3 separate regions of the Mus musculus genome follow, and all the other regions are linked to region 1. The links are chromatin contacts, called in public Hi-C and Micro-C maps. All regions are on one chromosome and are shown on one strand. The core of a region is the stretch at or near the end of the contact, and the rest is flanking DNA. Distances in the headings are between cores, read along the strand shown. Region 1 holds the start of Cep164 (centrosomal protein 164). Region 2 overlaps Cep164 (centrosomal protein 164). Region 3 overlaps Cep164 (centrosomal protein 164).

The links. A called contact is a pair of places that touch in the nucleus more often than the background predicts.
Region 2: a contact with region 1 is called in a Hi-C map of germinal center B cells, with 4 times the contacts expected there. The contact joins the enhancer-like site here to the promoter of Cep164 in region 1. A contact is called at or near these places in 1 of 39 promoter capture datasets (macrophages), 2 of 15 datasets of contacts at CTCF or cohesin (large pre-B cells and pro-B cells), 8 of 484 Hi-C or Micro-C datasets (the AML12 cell line, B cells, the G1E-ER4 cell line and 4 more), 2 of 115 datasets of contacts at active chromatin or transcription factors (both in embryonic stem cells) and 3 of 9 other capture datasets (adipose tissue, liver and pancreatic islet).
Region 3: a Micro-C map of embryonic stem cells shows a contact between it and region 1, with 3 times the contacts expected there. The contact joins the enhancer-like site here to the promoter of Cep164 in region 1. A contact is called at or near these places in 2 of 15 datasets of contacts at CTCF or cohesin (large pre-B cells and pro-B cells), 7 of 484 Hi-C or Micro-C datasets (the AtT-20 cell line, B cells, the G1E-ER4 cell line and 4 more), 3 of 115 datasets of contacts at active chromatin or transcription factors (the SCID.adh cell line and embryonic stem cells) and 4 of 9 other capture datasets (adipose tissue, embryonic stem cells, liver and 1 more).

The regions. Positions count from the first base shown.
Region 1 is chr9:45,826,443-45,830,076 of GRCm38.p6, reverse strand. Cep164 (centrosomal protein 164) reads left to right here and starts at 1,414. Exons shown (of 30, transcript NM_001081373.3): 1 at 1,414-1,575.
Region 2 is chr9:45,786,874-45,790,244 of GRCm38.p6, reverse strand. Cep164 (centrosomal protein 164) reads left to right here. Exons shown (of 30, transcript NM_001081373.3): 11 at 2,734-2,819. Among named protein-coding and RNA genes, the nearest start is that of Cep164, 40 kb to the left of the region's middle. Within about 2 kb of position 1,609, at least 42 of the 459 cell types and tissues checked have an H3K27ac peak or open chromatin away from gene starts, as enhancers often do. A contact at or near this core is called in the G1E-ER4 cell line, germinal center B cells, pro-B cells and 1 more, where this site is marked.
Region 3 is chr9:45,766,366-45,769,954 of GRCm38.p6, reverse strand. Cep164 (centrosomal protein 164) reads left to right here. Exons shown (of 30, transcript NM_001081373.3): 28 at 480-546; 29 at 1,312-1,434; 30 at 1,592-3,009. The coding sequence ends at 1,697. Among named protein-coding and RNA genes, the nearest start is that of Cep164, 61 kb to the left of the region's middle. Within about 2 kb of position 1,299, at least 19 of the 459 cell types and tissues checked have an H3K27ac peak or open chromatin away from gene starts, as enhancers often do. A contact at or near this core is called in the AtT-20 cell line and embryonic stem cells, where this site is marked.

The sequences.
Region 1 (3,634 bases), core at 165-2,664:
CTCTGCCTTCTGGATGTTGGGAATAAAGGCTTTGGGATTCAGTGTGGTTCAGTCACCACTATCTAGCTGCTTTTTTCAAAAAATATTTTATTCTTTTATGTGTTCCAGTGTTTTGCCTGCAGGTATGTCTGTGTACCACATGTCTGTGTTCACATGTGTTTGCCTGGTGTGGGTAGAAGCCAGAAGAGGTGTTGGATCCTCTGGAACTAGAGTTTCTGCTGGTTGTGAGCTGCCTCGTGCTTGCTGGGAATCAGACTCTGGTCCTCCCGCAGAGCAGCAGGTGTTGGCAGCTGCTGAGCTGGTTCTACAGCCTCAGATGGCAAGTCTTGTGTATAGGAAGCTATGGGCAGTGTTTAGTTATGTCTGATATAGTCATGATATGGCATCTCTTCTATGTCTGGTCCAGTGGCCCCTTGGGGACACTTTTAAAGATTGTGATGATAATGAGGAGCAGTGATTTTTTTCCCCATCTGTGGTGAGAATAAAGGAATTGCAGAAAGATTTGACGTTAAACATGAGAAACACATCCTGATGTCTGGTTTGAGATCCCTAGTAACAACACTCGCAATTTCTCCTTGTCGGCTTAGACTCTAGCGGCGCAGGACTCGGTTTTAAATTTACAATAGTAGAGTGGGAGAGATGATGGTTCAGCCGTTGAGAGCACTGTTGTTCTTGCAGACGACCTAGGTTTGGTTTCTAGCACCCACAAGGTGGCGCACAACTGCTTACAACTCCAGTTTCAGGGGATGCAGTGCCCTCTTCTGGCCTCCATGACTATCAGGTATAATGTAGACAAAACATCCACACACTTAAAATTTTTTTTGAGACAGGGTCTCACTGTGTAGTCCCAGCTGGCTTGAAACTCACTATATAGACCAGGCTAGTCTCAAACGCACAGAGATCTGTCTGCTTTGTGCCCCAAGTGGTGGCATTAAGGGCTTGTGTTATCAGATCCCGGTCCACGTATAATACATTAAAAGGAAAAAGTTAGTAGGCAGCTCTCTTGACAACCGAGTCATCTCTCCAACCCCTTCATAGTTCTTTTATTAAGGGCCCAATCAATAGGTTGACCACTGATAATCACTGTTGTTCGCGTGATTTTACTCGACCTTTACAAAATGATGGTCTATAAATGATTGTTAATTTTGCTTAATTAATAGTAATAGTAGATTATTATTAATATTATGAATGCTTCCTTTCGTCCGCGGGAGAAATTCTCTTATCTACCTTCAGGTCTCTCTTTTAACCTCTTTGTGGTGGGAGTGGGATTGTGCTTATTCACTATTTTGAACTACAACTTTCAGGATGCAACGGGCAAAGCCTCGTGGGGGAACTTCAACCAATCCAATGCCAACGCTCTCAGTCAGCGACCTATTGGCTCTTGGTAGAGGCGGGCCTCTCAGTTGCTAGGCCAGTGCCTTTCCGGAAGTGGTTGCTGGTCGCTGCAGGGCAACACCCCGGCGTCCCTGGAAGCGGGGAGCCGGACACCCCGGCGTCCCTGGAAGGTGGGGGGCCGGGGTGGTGCTGGGGAGGAGGCGCAGAGCCATCCTCCCGGAAACCCCGGATCGGGGACAGGTGAGATCTCGGAGCCAGGCTTGGTGGCGTGGCAGGAGTTTGCAGGGAGCTGAAGCGTTGTGAGGTGTTGCTGCGCGGGAACTAAGCTGGGAGAGAAGAGCCCTCCGGCGTGCGGGGCCTGGCTTTCTAGCCTCTCCTGAATCTACACCCTACCGCCATTGCCCAGCCCATTCCTGGGCTATCCCAAGTTCAGCCAAGCGCATGGCATCTTTCGGCCAGCTGGGCAAGAGAGGAGGTTTGGGGTTTTCTTTGCACTGATTCAGGAATCTACGCCCGGAACCGCTGCCCTCTTCTTGGCCTCGGTGACTCGCCCTCGCGCGTCTGCCAGCTCAGCCCTCTGCAGGCCCCTGCATGCTTTTCTCTGCACTCCATCTCTGGATTGCGACTAGAGCCTCCAGTTACCGGTTGCTCTGGGAAGTACTTGCTGCCTAGCCAGATACCTTACTCGAGCTTAGATGTGCTTGCGGATCATCTCCAACCCGCACCCCCCCCCCGCCGCCCCCCCCCCCGGACCTTCTATCAATGTCTCCCATGTTTCTTGTCTCAATGGAGAACTTCCTCAGTCACTTAGCCCACTCTACGCTGAGAATTCATTCCGCTGTCTGCAGTAGTCATCTGGCATGCTTCAGATTTCTTGGCAGTCGGCTTCTTGGCCTAAAATCACAGTGGACTGGCTGAAATCCTCTCTGCTTTCTCTCTTCTCTTCCTTCACCTAGCTGCGAGACCCTGCTATTCTCCTGCCCTCAGGATTAGCCGCTTTTCATTCAGGTAGCCACTGGCTTGGTTCATAATTTCTTGGCTGCGCTTTCAGAATAACTGCCTCTGATTTTGTCCCCTTTTTGATTGGTTCTTGTGCAGCTGTCAGTCACCTTTCCGAACGGTAACTCTCACCACCTCCAACTTTCTTTATGAAATTCCCATGGCAGCCCCTTATGAAGTCCTGTATACAGCTAAAGCCCTCGCAAGCCCGGACTCGCTGCTCCTTGTCCTTCATTCAAGCAGTCTCTGTATTTGATAAGTGGGGATAGTAAACCTCTAGCTGAGAGGCTGGGGTGGGATGGTGGCGAATAAAGCCCTTGGTACAGTTCTGCCGCATACAAGTGTTCCGGGAAGTGTGTGGTTAGTCCAAGTTTTTGTTGTTATAATTAATCCTTACCCCATCAAGCACATTTGCTGTGCTTGTGCTCCCCCCTCCCCTCCCCCTCATCCCTTCCCCCCTCCCACACTCGAATACTCACATATACACAGATACACACACACACTCACACACACATACACAGACACACACACACTCACATACTCACATATACACAGATACACACACACTCACACACACGTACACAGACACACACACACTCACATACTCACATATACACAGACACACACACACTCACACACACGTACACATCCACACACACACTCACATACTCACATATACACAGATACACACACACTCACACACACGTACACATCCACACACACACTCACATATGGAGTTGTTGTTTTGCAGTACTAGGGATTGAACTCAGGGCTTTGCACATGCTAGGCAGGCCCTAGTAGCCACTCCGTCCCATCAAGCTGCTTTGCTTCTGTTCATGGCGTTCCTTCTGCTTTAAATGTCCTTGCTCTAGGGGCCGGTGAGATAGCGGTGAGATAGCTCAGTTGGTAAAGTTTTTTTTTTTTTCTCTCTAAGCATGAGAACCCGAGTTAAGTCCCTTGTAAAAAAAGCCAGGCATGGTGGTTCCTGCTTGTGGTCTCAGTGCTGGAGACATAAAGGTAAGGGGATCCCTGGGGCTGGAGTTACAGGTGAGCTGCACCCCACAGAATCTAACCTGGGTGCTGGGAACTGACCTTAGGTTCCCTGGAAGGGCACCAGGCGCCCTTACCTTGAGCCGTCTCTGCAGCCCCAGCCACTCTGATTTCCCTCCTTCCACTCTGGCTTCCGTTTCAGCCTGTGTGGGAAAAGTGCTTTTGAACGGGCAGCTCTGTAGGACAAAGGCCGAATCTGCAGCATGGCTTTGGTTTCTTTCCTTCCTCTTCAGCAACATTTCCAGTACTT
Region 2 (3,371 bases), core at 360-2,859, 40 kb after region 1:
ACTTTGGATACCCCCTGTTGGAAGAGCTGAGGATGTGAAGGCAAGGACAAGGGAAGGTAGGGTTAGGGAGGGAGGGCGTGGAGCAGCTGCACTTGGTGAGGCCCCTTTGGTGACAAGTCACTAGGAAGCCGCCAGGTCCATTGGGCAGGGTAGGTTCTGTGACATGGCTTGGGTTTAACTCCCAGTGGCCACTGCCTGTTGGCAGCCAGTCCTGACAGAGGAAGTTCTAATTCATACTTGAGCCAGTGTGTTGGAGTGTGGGTGGTACGGGATGCTCTGATTGACTGGCCAGCAGTGCCACTGTTGGAGTGAGGGTGGTACAGGATGCTCTGGCTGACTGGCCAGCAGTGCCTCTGACAGGACTCAGCCTGCAGCTGTCTTCCTGTTCTCAAGGTGTGCAAGGGTGGAGCTGGCAGAGGATGCAGCAGCCGCTTCCCAGCACAGAGTCAACCATGCGTGCAGTTGTCTTTGTGGTCCTCTGGGGCTAGCGCCTCCTTCCCTTTGTTCTGGTTCCCAAGGCTAGGAATAGGGAGGGCCTTGGAGTTAAATTATCTTGGGTTTTATTCATCCTCAAAATTATTTTGAGGGCTGGGAGTATAGCTATGGTAGAGTACATGTGTGAAACCCTGGGTTCCATCCCCAGCACCAGAAGAAATGTATACATACAACAAACTGCATATTTGAAGGCACATTTTACCACATATATGCTTTTGAAACTGTAAGCACATTCAAGGCCCCCTTCCATTGTTGGATGCCGACTGTAAGGCTTTATATATCCTCTGTCACTCAGCACTACCTCAGCACCCTGGTCCCTGCCCTTAAAACCCAACGCTCTAAGTTAAGCTTGCAATCCTCCTGCTTCCACCTTGGGACTGGATCTTAAAAACAAAACTCAGGCACAGAGGTAAGGCTGGGAAGCTGGGGTCCTGAGTTTAGCTGGGCCAGAGGCTTGGTGTGTGCTTGTTTCGATCTCCTTTCCAGAGTGCCACCACACGTGTCCCTCACTGGGTCCTTTCTTCCTTTTCCAGGGCAAAAGTTCTAGGGAGCAAGTAAAGCTACTCAGAGGACCCACTGTGTGGCTTTCCCTGAGTTGTCTCTTCTTCTGTGTCAGGAGGCTGCTTCACTTTGTTGCAGAAGTATAATTGTGAAGCAAGAATGGGTCAGGCAGACAGAATGGTGTGGTTGGTGGCCAGCTCCAGTCTGCCTCTGTCTGTCCTCACAGTCCTGGAGTCCTCCATGGCTGTGGGCTCGCTTTGAGTTTGTATTACAGTCACCCTGCTTTGTCACTTACATTTTAGTTGAAGTCCAGTTGACCTGTGTGGTCCCTTTTTCTTTGAGAACCTGAGAACAAGAGGGCGTGCTTTGTAGGGAAGGTGTACCTCAGGAGGAGGCCGAGGTGGGGCAGGGAGGGTGTGCTTGCCGGTCACTGTGTGGCCCAGGCTCTGCCCAGGCCCATGCAATGGAAGTGGCAGCCCTGACAGGGAGCCCTTCTGCCTCAGGCTCTGAGAGGTAACACAAATGCATTGCTAGTTACAGTGTAATCTGGGGAGCTGGGTTTCAGTGCAAGGCCTGCCCTTGGTTAACCACCCAGATGTCAGAGTCAGATACAACTGCTGGGGTTCTGGTAGTCAGAGGGGAAGTGTCGGTATGTTCGGGGCACAGGGCTGGGACAGCATTGGGAAAGACAGAGTGATCTCTCTCCTTCCCCTCCCCTCCCCGTGAACCTGAGTCTCAGAGTAGGCGGTGCTCCTGTCAGGAGGGCCAGTCCTAGAGTGGGGCCTGAGGCTGGCACGGGCTTTTCTTTCTCTCCATCTTAGGCTGAGGGAGAGGATGGGAGAGGAGGAGCCGGCACTGTAGCCTAATTCTTCAGGCGGAAGCTGTGTTCATGTGTAGGACATTTCACCCTTGCTGAAGCCCTGGGACGCATGCTTTACCGACATAGTTGAGGGGAGGAGGGGTTCTCCTGCAGGCTGGACATTCTGGAACAAAGAGTAGGCCCCAGGCTGATGTCACCATTGCGTTTCTTTGCAAAATATTTGAAATCATCAAAAATCGCCTTTTTTTTTTTTTTTTAAACCAGCTTTCTAAATTTGCCTAGATACCCAAGATGTGGATAAGATTTGGGAGTTTATTTTCAAACGGATGCTGTAATAGCAGCCTTGGGGGCTGGCGCGGGGCGGGGAGGGGTGCTCACTGTCTATGATGGGGTTCACTAGAGCAGAGGAAGGAATGTTGTGCTATCATTCTGGGAGTCAGATGGTGCCCTCGGGTTTGGGGCACAGCCTCCCCTGCCCCTCCTAGATCCTGGTAGTTCAGAATTCTTCCTTCCCAATGTACTTGGTCTAACCATTTTATTTTGTCACCCCTGTACCACGGCCTTGCTGACCCAGGCCTCAGTGAGTTTAGATCATCGCCTTCTCTTTGCAACTAGCAGTGCAGGCTCTGGGCAGCAGGCCAGGTTCTTAGGGTACCTCCCCCCCCCCCGCCCTGTTTCTGGCTCTTATCTATGTATATAGTGACCATATTTATGTATCTCCTGTTTCAGCTGTGGGTCATGGGCTTAGCTAGAGCTTAGGAAGTTTCATTCTACAGACAGACCTGTCCTGTGTCTCAGCAGCCCCTGTCCTCTCCAGAGGCACCGTGGTGTACCTGCTGACCGTTTGACTCAGTGGGATGAGACACTGGCGCTGCAGAGCCCCCTAAAGCACTTCTTCCCCGACTTCCTGCTTTCAGGCCCAGGGGTTAGACCAAGAAGAACAAGATGACAGCAAATCCAGCATCGCTGAGCCACAGAGCAAGCATACCCAAGGCTCCGAGAGGTATGTACAGTGGGAGGTTGTGTGTGTCAGGAGGGTGTGGGCGTGGGTAGAATTCCTGGTCCTTACGGTCGCTGGGAGGCAGATGGTGACCTGGCTGGGTGGCCGTACAAGGTGTGCTTATGTGGCAGGGTGTGGGAGGTAGGCAGGAGGGACCCTGCCTGTGGTGGTGTACTATGACAGGAGTGTGAAGTGTCACTTGGCAGGACTTTGCACATGGCTCTGTGATTAGTCCAGGGCTTCTGTCCTCCTTACTGGATTGGGTCGATTAAGCTGTGTATATGTGGCTGTGAGCCAGGGCTGAAGTGGCCGCATTGGAGGTCTAGAGAGCCATGTTCTAAGTGCTGAAGCTCAGTGGTCTGAGCTGGGGTTCTTCTCTTGATGGTAGAGTTAGCTGTGCAGACTCTGTGTGTGTGTGTGTATGTGTGTGTGTGTGTGTGTGTGTGCACGCGTGTGGTGTGTTTTCCCCTGGCCTCATCCCATAAAAGGAGGAGGGCTGCCACCCAAGAAAATGAAGGGTAGTAGCCATCTCTTCTTGGGTCTGCATTCTTCCTT
Region 3 (3,589 bases), core at 50-2,549, 60 kb after region 1:
ACTCCAGCTTGTGTCAAATTGACACACAAAACCAGTCAGTACAGTTCCCATTTTATAGCTGAGTAAGCTGAGACTCTGAGGGTTAGTAGTAAACTCCAGAGTACCCTTCGAATGAGTGAGTCATATACCAAGTTTTGACCCTGTGCTTATGACCCCGTGGCCCTGGCTTCTGCTCTGGGACCTAGTTTTGCCTTGTCGAGTAACATAAGTCAGAAAGGCAACCATTTGAGGGAAAAAAAATGTAAAAAACAAAAAAGTCTTTCGGCTCAGCCCAAATTGAAAACGAAATTTTTAGAATCAAAGTAAACAGGACAGTTCTTGTCTGTCACCTGTCTCTCACCTCCAGCATGGCAACATTCCCTGCCATTGTTTGTTCTGGGGACATCCTTTTCTGGGAATGCAGGGGCACTGGTAGTGAATGTGGAGGTGGCCTGCTGGGGCTGGGGCTGCCCTTAGACCCCATCTTCTTGCTGTTCCAGCTGGCATCCCGTTGCTCAGTGGCTCTCCTCCCCCACCGGAGAACAAGCTGGGTTATGTGTCTGTAAGGTAAGTCTCTGCGCTGGGTGTGGCCTCACAGTTTAGATCTTTACTGTACCCCCCTGGGCCAATGGCACCATGGACAGATGGGAACAAACCTCATGATCCTGTTGGCCTGGAGCCCAGACAGGTCCCCAGCCCAGAGACACCTACATCTTGCCTTTTCTGAGAAACTCCACCACGGCAAGTAAACAGTCAGATCGCCGCTGCCAAGGTTCAGTGGATGTGAGGCAGGGTGTGTGGGCTCTGCAGGTGTTGCCCATCGGGGGAGAGACTGAGGTGAAGCCCAGCTCATCCCGTGGCCCCACCAGCCCTGGAGTCTGACCCGGCTTTGCCACTGAACTCTTTGATTCCTATGGCAAGCGATTATTTGGTCCTGTTATCCATTTCCTGTTCATCTCACTCTCTGGCAAATATCTTGTTCTCGCCACCTCAGCCCTAACTGTAAACCCCCACAAATTTATCTCTGCTCTCTGGGCCAGCCCGAGAGCTGCTGCTGTGTAAGTATCTGGGTGGACAGAGGGAGCTCTTTGCTGATGAGAACGGCCGAGGATGGACAGATGCGAAGGTCCAGAGTAAACTTTGCATGAGATGCTCAGGAAGGGGGTGGAGGGCAGCCAAGACCTTCCTTTTGGGGAACTGATGCCCCTCCGCATTACCAGAGAAGGCCCTTTGATTGCTGGAGGCCTTACAGAGGTGAGAGAGGGTCGCAGAGAGGCGGGGCTCCGTTCGGGCGTGCCGCCAGCTTCCTGCCTGCTCTCCTCCCTTTTCCAGTGAGCAGCTCCACTTCCTGCAGCGCTCCCACCCTCGAGTCCCCAGGACGGATGGTGTCAGCATTCAGAGCTTGATCGATTCCAACCGGAAGTGGCTGGAACATTTCCGGAACGACCCCAAGGTGTATCCTTTTAGCTGGTCCCCAAGCTTTAGTCCCTCCCGGTGATAGCAACTTGACTGGCCTGCTCTCCACCACCGGCCTCGGTGGTGTCGGAGAATACCCCTTTGGACCGTAGACCCTTTCTCTCAGCCGTCCAGTTTTCCTTCACTTTGTGACCAGACAGCTTTTCTCCTCGGCGCCCAAAGCAACAACCACATCGAACTTATCGAACCTCCTGCAGCTGGGCCTGGACGAGAACAACAGACTGAATGTGTTTCATTACTGAACCCCGTGTGGGGCGGGGCAGGGCGGCCTCCTCCTCTATTACAAGTGCCTGAGGAGCCGCCAACATTTTATTTCTCTCATCAAGCATGTCCTCCGTTGTGAACCCCACCGAGGACTTAGAGGAACCACCGGGTTAGATAGGTGGAGAGTACGGCTGTAGACGGCCACGCACGCTTCAACCATGGACTGTCCTGAGCAGAAACATGTGGACATATGCGAGCTTCTGCACCAAAGTGGCACTGAGATGTGGGCTGCTGAAGACTTCAGGGGTGTGGACACCTTAGTTAAAGCGACTGCTATGGGAGGCTTAGGGATCCTCCTTGGAGGTTGGCCCCCTGCTGAGGATGTGGTCCTTTATTCACATGGCCTCCTAGCATGGCATGCCCTGGCACTTTGGCTGTGCTGGGTCTGTGCCCCTTTCGGATACCTCAGCCCCGACAGGATCATACCCGTCCCTCTCTTTTTGCCTTTTTTTTTCTTTGTAAATGTCTTCTGACTGTCACAAGTTTGGGCTCAGCTGCCTGAGCCCGGCTGGATGTTGCTAGAGGGGCCCCGAGGGATGTTCTGTCTCCTTCCCCTCGGCTGGCACCGTGATTTCCTCACGATTCTCAGGAGCAGCCCTCTCCCCCCTTAGGGTGCTCTGTGGAGCTCTTCCTTGCCCTCAGGTTTCAAGCACCTATCTTTCCAGGAAGCCAAAAAAGCCATAGGGAAAGAGGGGAATGCCTTCTGCCCCATCTTGATATTTCTCTTCTTTAACTCGAGTGTGTCTATGAGCCCTATTTCCATCTGTCCTTCTATCTGGGCCGCCCCTAGCCCAGTCCAACTAGCAACTCTGTCCAGAGCTCAGTGGATGGAACTGATTCCAGCCTGGCACCAGCAGGGACCATCTTGGGTCAGGTGCTTCTGGCTAGTGCTTCTGGCTCAAGCCTCCTCGGCCCAACTTCCCCTCAGCGGGCTCTGCAGGAGCTGCAGGTGATGCTCTCAGCATCTGTCTCCTTGTTTAAACAAAATGCCCTCATTTTTCTTGTCTTGAGAAGCTGCGGGCTGCCTCTACCCCCGCAGCCCACAGGGTCTCACCGATTTATTGTTCGTTTCTTTGCTGTGGAATAAACCTCGAGCAGCCAGTTGGCTTTTTACCCTTTAGATATTTTTTAGTCATCGGCTGACCACACACAGATAAAGTCCGTTTTGTTACTTCTTCCACTCTGTGTGCCTTGAGAACCGCTCATGTGGTACAACCAATTCTGGTGACAATCCTGTGATTTTTTTTTTTTTTTGCACCTATTAAATCTCTGTAAGTCAATTTTCTATGAGGCAGTCCTGTGAGTGTGCTGGTCTCTTTGGAAGCCTTGTGTTCTTCTTCCCGAGGGACAGGAAGGTGGGGGTCAATGGGTCTTCAGGGAATACCTCCCTGGGTATCTGATTTAGTTATCCCAACAGGGTGGAGTTGGGGGCAGGTGTGGGCTGCTCCATTTTTATGGGTGACAGAAAAGCAAGGCTCAAAGATATCTAGGTGCCTAGCAATCCTTAGTAAAATGTAGAGCCCTCCCCAAAGCTGCCTCAGCTCTCCTCTTGCCACCAGTCCTCAGAGAGCTCACTCCCATTTATAGTCTCCTACTTCTCTGTTTTCCACTTGCAAGGCTGGAGACCCACCGAGCAATTTCCCCAAAGACTAGGTTTTTTTCTTCCCGTGTAAACGATGCCATGTCCTGCACCCCAGTCTATAGCTGGCAAGGTTAAGTGGCTTTTCTCCTGCTCCCCTGGGTGAACAGTCTCCGTACATTCCTAAGCTTGTGGCAAGGGACTAGCTCGGAGAACCAGAACCAACCCACACAGCATATTTCAGGAATCTGTATAGGAAACTCAGCCTAGTGTCCTAGCTACTTCCTAGGA